2 separate regions of the Anas platyrhynchos genome follow, and region 2 is linked to region 1. Evidence: chromatin contacts called from public Hi-C data. All regions are on one chromosome and are shown on one strand. The core of a region is the stretch at or near the end of the contact, and the rest is flanking DNA. Distances in the headings are between cores, read along the strand shown. Region 1 overlaps LOC113839965 (a long non-coding RNA gene). Region 2 has its middle 53 kb from the start of ECRG4.

Region 1 (3,713 bases), core at 336-2,835:
ACCACTCTAGCAGGCAACATATGTTGGGAAAGAAAGGGTCAAGGTTGGTAAAACAAAATGGTATTATTTTATTTGTATTTTTTTAAATTCAGGAAGTGTCAAGCCAAGCAACTGTGTGGCAGAGAAAGTACCTGGCTCTGCTGTAAAGCAGAGCCATGTCCTGGCTGGAGTTCTGCGCACTGTCATTTACTGGTGGCCAGGATTAGTCATCTCCTGCGAGGGATACACTTGAGGAGAGGGAAATAGCATTAGACAAAGAAAGAATGACACTAATGAGGCAGAATGTCCCAATTCCCTCTATGGTTCTACAGCTCTACAACACACGTACTTTCAATATAAGTATAAAGGAGCAATTATATTCATATTTTGAAAAACAAGTTGCTCTGAGAAAACTCCATAGTCTGTTTTTACTGAGACATAAGGTTCTTGAATAAAATGAGGTTTATTTTTCAGAACTGGTAAAACACATTTCTGAGCAATGACTAAAAGTGTGCTTCATCTTGCAGTGAGTTATTACTTACCCCTCTGAAAGAGAAGTTTATTACAGAAATCCTGACAGCTCATTAACCACCTTCCTAAAGAACTGTTGTGCGGTAATAAAACTCGCATCACTCCATCTTCACAGCAAAAGGAAAGATAAAATGAGCAGAATGTTTGCATATTGCCTTCGATCAGCAATCACAAAACAAAACAAAACAAAAGAAAATAAAAAAAAACAGGTCCCCCAAAACCCAGCTTTGTGCCGTAGTGGAGTTGTGATAGGACCAGGGAAATGAATGCCTTCTGCAGAGAAAGGCCACCCCACCAGGGCTCCTCCTTACTTGCCTCGCTGAGGACCAGGTGCTGGAGTCAGCTCCAGCTATTATTATGCATTTTATCTGACCTTGGTGGGAAGGTGCCAAGGAGCACTTGTTGCAGGAATCAGGTTTGATTCATGTAGCACTCGGCCACCTCCTTCAAGGTCTTCTCAACCATTCCCATCGACTAGGATTTCATCCTTCCTCTTTCTAGGGGGCTGTTGGTGTGCAGATAGGCACAAGTCCATCTTCTGCTGCCATAAAGCAGCTGTTTTTATTTTCTTTATTTTTCTTTCTTTCTGATAACCTTCGAGATCATCAGGTCCAACAGTCTACCTGACCTACTGAGTCCCATCACTACACCTGACAGCTTCCCCTTTTTTTGAACCTGTTCCTAAAAATCTAACATAAAAGAAGCTCAGCAGTTTCTGCAGGTTCTAGGATTTAGCTACACCTTTGCTGATGCAAATCAGGCCAATTATCTTGCATTCTTCGCTTAGCAGACAGAGGAAGTCTGATCTTCCTCGTTTTTATTATAACCTTTGATGAGCTGGGTGACTGGTTCCTGCCCTCCCTCACCCCCTGTCCTCCAATCTTCTCCAGAATAAGCACAGCAAAATCCCTGAATTTATGCACAAGTAATATAACTCTCCTATCATATTTCATTTTCTCCTTAGGCCTCTCTGCAGCTTGTCATTATCTGTCTTTAAAGTGTGGTTATCAGCCCTGGCCAGAGGAACACCCTAGCCGAGGCCTTATCATTATGAATCAGAGCATGTTAAATAGTTCCGATGCCTTGCACATGACATCCCTGCCAGAAGATCCAAGAATGGGAGTTGCCTTTTCTGCAGCAACATCACACACACATTTTTAGTTTGTGAATCACAGCAACTGCCAAATTCTTTTCCACTGCACTGCTGACTTACTGTTAGCTCTCCATTGTGTATTTCTGTATTTGAATCTAATGGCTAAAGGAAGAATTTTGCATTTCTATTTACTGAGACCTTACAAGCCTTGAGTTACTTCCCCAGCCTGTCAAGATCATTTTAAATGTTATCCCTGTCCTCAGAAGTATCTACATTATTTTCCAGCTTTCTGTCACTTACGAACAACAGAAAAATATTTTCTGTTCCATCTGGCAAATTGCCTAACAAGACCAAATCTAAGGTAAATCTCCACTGAATATTATTTGAAATGCATCCCAATTTGACAAATAAATAAATAAATAAATAAAACTCTGCATGTGTTTTTCCCTCAGTGTTTTTCTCTCAGTCCACCTATGAGCTAGGTGTCTAAACATCTGTCACAGCCAGTGGAGGCTGGAGACCAATTTTGCTCATCCTTGAGTAAGCACAACATGGTCAGGCATGGTCAGGTAAATTCATCCCTAGGCTCCCTTGGCTGCATTGGCTAATTGCTCTGGTTGCCCAGAAGTACTCGTACCATGATGCCCTCACAGCAGTCTTACAAGGCTGACAGGTCGGACGCAGGATGTATGGGAGGTCCACCCGGCTTTGAAGTGGTAGTTGAAGGTCAGCCAGGAGACATGCAGGTGGCACAAGACACTTTTATGTGGGCAACTGCAGTGAGCCCTAAATGTCACTGCAAAGGAAACATAGAAAGCTATCTTATGTGTGGACACCTCCACAATAAAAAGAGAAATCTCTCTGTATGAACCACAAATCTGATGCTGCATCTTGTCCTACCTATCTTCATTTTTGCTTAGGGGAATGCCATAACGAGCAGTCTGAAAAGCTGTATGAAAATCAAAGCAAATCAAGTTTTTTATCACTTAGGCCAATTATTTTCTCAAAGACTGGAATTAGATTGGGTTTACATCATTCCTTTCGATAACTCCACAATCTCTGGTTTTCAATCACCATATTATGCATTAGGTGCTTCTGTGGTGTTCAGTTAACTAGCTGTAAGCATCGAAGTTATATTCCCTGAACTCTTGTTTTTAGGAGTCTTCCAAACCTGTTAAAAAACATGCACCGTATTTGCCATTCTACATTTCTCTCAGCCGTCTATAAAGTCTTGAAAATAATTGTTAGAGACTTGAAAATTGCTTCAGCTAGCCCTCCAAGTTTTCCAGTGTGTGTTTCTCTGGGTGTTACCAATATGAACACCTCTATTTACCTAAATGCTGTTTAATCTCTTCTTTTGCACGTTCATCCTGATTTTTCTCCCCATTATTGAAATTAATTGTGGTAAGAATCTAGGTCCAGTTAACCTTTTTTTTTTTTTTGTGAGGACTGAGGCTGCTGAATACTTTGTCCACTGTTGCTCTTCTCCCTTGTGAGATGTCGGACCTGTGCTTTCCTTTGTCTTCCTCTTGTTCTCCTGTATTCCTTGGTGTCCTCCCTGCTCCTTGCTGTTTGAAACATATTTTACAACTTGTTTGTTCTCAATTCAATATTATATATTATGGATGTGACGCCTAGTGGAGAAAGATTGTTCTTTCTTACTGAGGACCAGATGCTGGAGTCAGTTGCTATCAATATTTTTTGACAACAGTATGAAAGCCAGTGATGGCATTTTTTTTTTTTGTCTTTGGTGTACCAGTGCTACATTGCTGCTTGATTACTTCAGCAATATATGCAAAATGTATTTGAAATGGTGCGTGGATACTTTTTCTGCAGGATGTTTTGAAATGGCCTTTATGTAGCAATGGGCTTTATGAGGCAAAATTGAAAGATACAGGCAATACCCCTGGTATAATCATCCTTAGTCTTGCATCCTTGCTCCCAGCATCTGCTTTCAGGTCATTGAGATAATTTTGTTATCATGTTTTCTTTAGTACTCACCTCAAATATCAATCTAGTGATTAAAGATAGCTATTAAACAAGGTCATGTTGGAAAAATTATATGAGTTTTTTTTGGTTGTTTTTGTTTAGAAAATTCTCGTTAACTCCA
Region 2 (3,721 bases), core at 193-2,692, 130 kb after region 1:
TCCTTGGGGAGCTGGGGAGAAGCGCAAGTTGTTTACAGTCTGCTTGCAGAAGGACAGCACAGTGGCTTCCTTCTGAATCTTCACAAGTGAATTCTGCAGAGAAGGTAGTTTTTTTTGCTATCTAACATCTAGTTCTTTATTTAGGTAAATCTAAGCGTGTACCTTGAGCATGGCAGTGATGTTATGAAAGTCAATTATACACTTGCTATGTTGTTGGTTTTTAAACAAACAAAAAATCCACTTTTTTTTTGTAGCTTCTTTATACAAGCTCTGGTAGTTCCTAACTCCTTTCTAGTCTTGCTAACTTAGAACTAAATCAAATAGACTTCCAAGTGAAGCTTTTAGCATATGCTTTATGCTTTGAGGGTTTTTTAATCTTGTTGAATTTTGTTTGTTTTTTTTCACCTGGTGCCTTGTGAAGAGCTTCTGTGTATAGAGGTGCAAATTGTTGAAGTATTTTGTTTTGGAAGCAGTTAGTTAATTTATGACCCAGCACTGTGAACGACTAGCTTGAATTATTATTTTTTTTTGAAACAAGCTTCATCTTGTTTTTGCCCACGCTGTATTTAATCAGCATGCTGTCTATTCAGCGAGCTCATTAATAGGTCTTCAGTCGTTCCCAGTCTTTGCTAATTAAGATAGGTTTCTGCAAGTTTTGCTGCCTTTTTGACCTCATTCGCTGGATTGGGCCTTAAGCATTAAAAATCTTCAGTGGTAACAGCTTAATAAAGGTGTAGTATGATGTGGATTTTTTCCCCCCTCATTTTCTACCTCCCTTTCTTATCTTTTGACAAAACTGCACTCCTGGTTTTTGACTACTTAAAGCCTCTTTGCCAAAACTTAGGGCCTGGTTTTGGTAGATTATAGGAATTGTGGTTACCTGAGTTTCTTCAACTGCAGTTTTCATTAAAGGCTCAAATAATTTCTGACGACAAAAAAAATGGTCAAATCCTGTCACCTCTGAACTTGCACATCCTTGCTCTTCAATTCTGTAGCACTCTTTTCCTAAGGATGTTATATTTAAAGGATGCTGTGGTTACTGTTCTTGCTAAATATCTTAGTCCTTGGTCTAAGCTTTTATGCTGTCGAGTCTTACAAAAGTATGTGTATACACAAAGTTTCCAGATGGGTGTGGAGTAGGGCCTGGCTATCACCAGTGCTTTGTTTTATTTTTGGAGGGAAGACAAAGAGATGTTTTGCTTCCGTTTTCTGGCCATTTTGGAGCCGTGTGTGTAGCTCAGAGCTGGTGCTGGTTGTCAAAGTGCCTCCGCTGCCATGCTGCTGTTACCGATGGTGGTATTTGGCCAAAGAGCTGGGAGAGTTTCAGGATTTACCCTGTTTTGCAGATGAATGCACACAAGCTTCTCCTTAGACCCCAAGCCAGGCAGTTTCCAGCCAGCTCCAAACTGGAAGAAGCGTGAGCCTGGAGCACGCCGCTGAGTCTCAGCCCACAAGGCTGAGAAGTACAGCAGAAACTGTTTTAAGACAGCTCTGCAGCTTTCAGCTGATTTAGGGTGTGTCAGCAAAATACGACACAGTTCGGTTCCAGATAGCCACGGCTGACCTGATTCAGTTCTGAGGTAGTCACACAGCAGTTGCAGGCAGATTACTGAAGGATTAAGCGAAGGAGGAACCAAGAGCATGCCAGGTAAACTGACTTTGGTCCCACTGTACTGTAAAAGCAAAGGGTTTGCTTAGCCTTCCCTTTTGGGAGAGAAGAGGTGGTTGGGTAATTAACATGAATATGGACTGTATGAATGGACTATAAAGTCATGGTCTTTAATAATTCTATTTAGTGTTTTCTCAGATTTATTTATCTTACAAATTTGTCTGGAATTTTAGGTTTACAGCTGTCCTTCCAAGCCTTTATTGTAGCTTTCCTGTATTGTAAAGCTCACTGCCTGGTTTAATGGTTTCACCAAGGGCAAATTGAGATCTACACTTAAATGATGAGTTTTGGTATATCAAAGCTGAAACATTATAAAACCACTGTACAATTTTTCTTAAAAAAAAAAAGACCAGGTTTTGCCTAAATTCTAAATAAATAAAACCAGAAAAGGGACCACGCTTCTTTTGGGATTAAGTCTGGCATTTTGCTTGGCAAAACCTGCTAAGTAATTGGAAGGACATTTGTTTCTTCTTGGTCTTAAACAAGTTCAGTTCAGTAATTTGGAAGTAAGAGAAACCTGTGCAATCTCTCCGGAGTCTGAATCTGATGAGTTCTGTGTTCTTACTCCAGGAGGGTAGGCTGACTCATTTTTAAATGGAAACTTGTTAACACATTCATCCTGATAAGCTGTGAAAGATAAATTGCTGAAGTAACTCTCAGCTCTTGAAAATTGCACTGTGAGCCTTCCTACTCCTTTCTCTTCAGTCCTAACAAAGTGTGCTGCTGGTTTTTAAGTGGAAAAGTGTAGAGCACCAAGAGCGCAGGATGCACAGGCCTTGGTAGCACTATAGATCACCTGGACCACATGAATAAAGGGTCTCGGGATGAAAGGAAGATTGTCTGCTATTGTCTGGTTTAGTTGGGTATTCATATCTGCAGCAGTTGGATATAATATATAAATACAGAGAATGTTTATGGACCAGAAATGACCTAATGTGGAAGATTATAGCCTAAGCCATATTATATAGAGGTTATATTTTCTGGTCCTTTGCTGCTTTAACGTTTTAAAACACCAGTTTCTCTTCCATGTTTTCTTGATGCTTCTTTTTATTTTCATAAAACAGATTTTTGTCTCCTCTGTTGTTTGAGGTACCTACCCAAGCTCCTATGCAGAAGCTGACTAAGAGAAGTGGCATTTAACCGTTCACATATTAGACAAGTTTTTCTTTGCTTTTTCTTTCCTATGTGGTAATACTAAGTGGTTTAGGAGTGGGAGGTTTAAAAGAAAAAAAGGTCTTTAAATTGACAGATTATCTTCAGTAGTGGGAGTCCACAGTTATGAGGAAAAAGTTACAGGTAAGAAATGTTCTCTTCTATTTCCTTGAGTGAATTCAGTTTGGAATTCAGCTTGATATCATATGGCACTGATGCATGAAGCATTAGAAAGGTTCACAAATTAATGTGTCACATGTTAAACCTCGCTGCTGTATCTCTTACTGATGAAACAAAGCATTGTGTGGTTTTTGAACACCTTGAAAGGTGGTTTTGCCCTGAGAGTGACCATGAGCTGTATTTCACAGATAAAATCATAGTAAGTTTAAAAAAAAAAAAAGTTAATCTCAATGTCATACTCAGAAAACAATGCTGATCTTCAAAAGGGAACAACTTCAATTTTGATTTTTTTTGGGGGGGGGAGGGTGGAGGGAAACACTTGTGGAAGGAAGGCCTATGAAGATGTGTTTTGCTTCAGTTTTCAAACCAAATTCTGCATCTGAAGAAATTTTCTGTTGCCTTCTGAGAAGCATCTCTTCAGGTGTGAGCCAGTTCACAGATAAAAACTGAATTAGCCTCCCAGCTGTAATGGAAACTGTGATAGTGAATAATGGGTTACATTATTATTATTTTTTTATTTTGATTTCCATCAGATAGGATACATATTTCTATATGGTAATTGATCAGTGGATACCGTGGGTTACTGACTTAGCTTTTCACCTGAGTTCAACTCGGTAAAGTTGAAATAAGCTTGGTAATGATTATTTTTTTTTGTTCCTTTTTATGTTGCAGAACCAGTAGTGCATTCAGAGCAATTACAATTTGTAATGCAAAGAAGTC

Evidence for each region. Hi-C and Micro-C count contacts between places; a contact is called where the count stands out from the background.
Region 2: a contact with region 1 is called in a Hi-C map of subcutaneous adipose tissue, with 4 times the contacts expected there. The contact joins two enhancer-like sites. A contact is called at or near these places in 3 of 8 Hi-C or Micro-C datasets (skeletal muscle, small yellow follicle and subcutaneous adipose tissue).

Annotation. Positions count from the first base shown.
Region 1 is chr1:142,678,371-142,682,083 of IASCAAS_PekinDuck_T2T, forward strand. It overlaps LOC113839965 (a long non-coding RNA gene), which reads left to right. Exons shown (of 3, transcript XR_011805892.1): 3 at 1-2,962. Among named protein-coding and RNA genes, the nearest start is that of NCK2, 47 kb to the right of the region's middle. Within about 2 kb of position 1,586, at least 4 of the 8 cell types and tissues checked have an H3K27ac peak or open chromatin away from gene starts, as enhancers often do. A contact at or near this core is called in subcutaneous adipose tissue, where this site is marked.
Region 2 is chr1:142,810,874-142,814,594 of IASCAAS_PekinDuck_T2T, forward strand. No RefSeq gene overlaps it. Among named protein-coding and RNA genes, the nearest start is that of ECRG4, 53 kb to the right of the region's middle. Within about 2 kb of position 1,443, at least 1 of the 8 cell types and tissues checked has an H3K27ac peak or open chromatin away from gene starts, as enhancers often do. A contact at or near this core is called in subcutaneous adipose tissue, where this site is marked.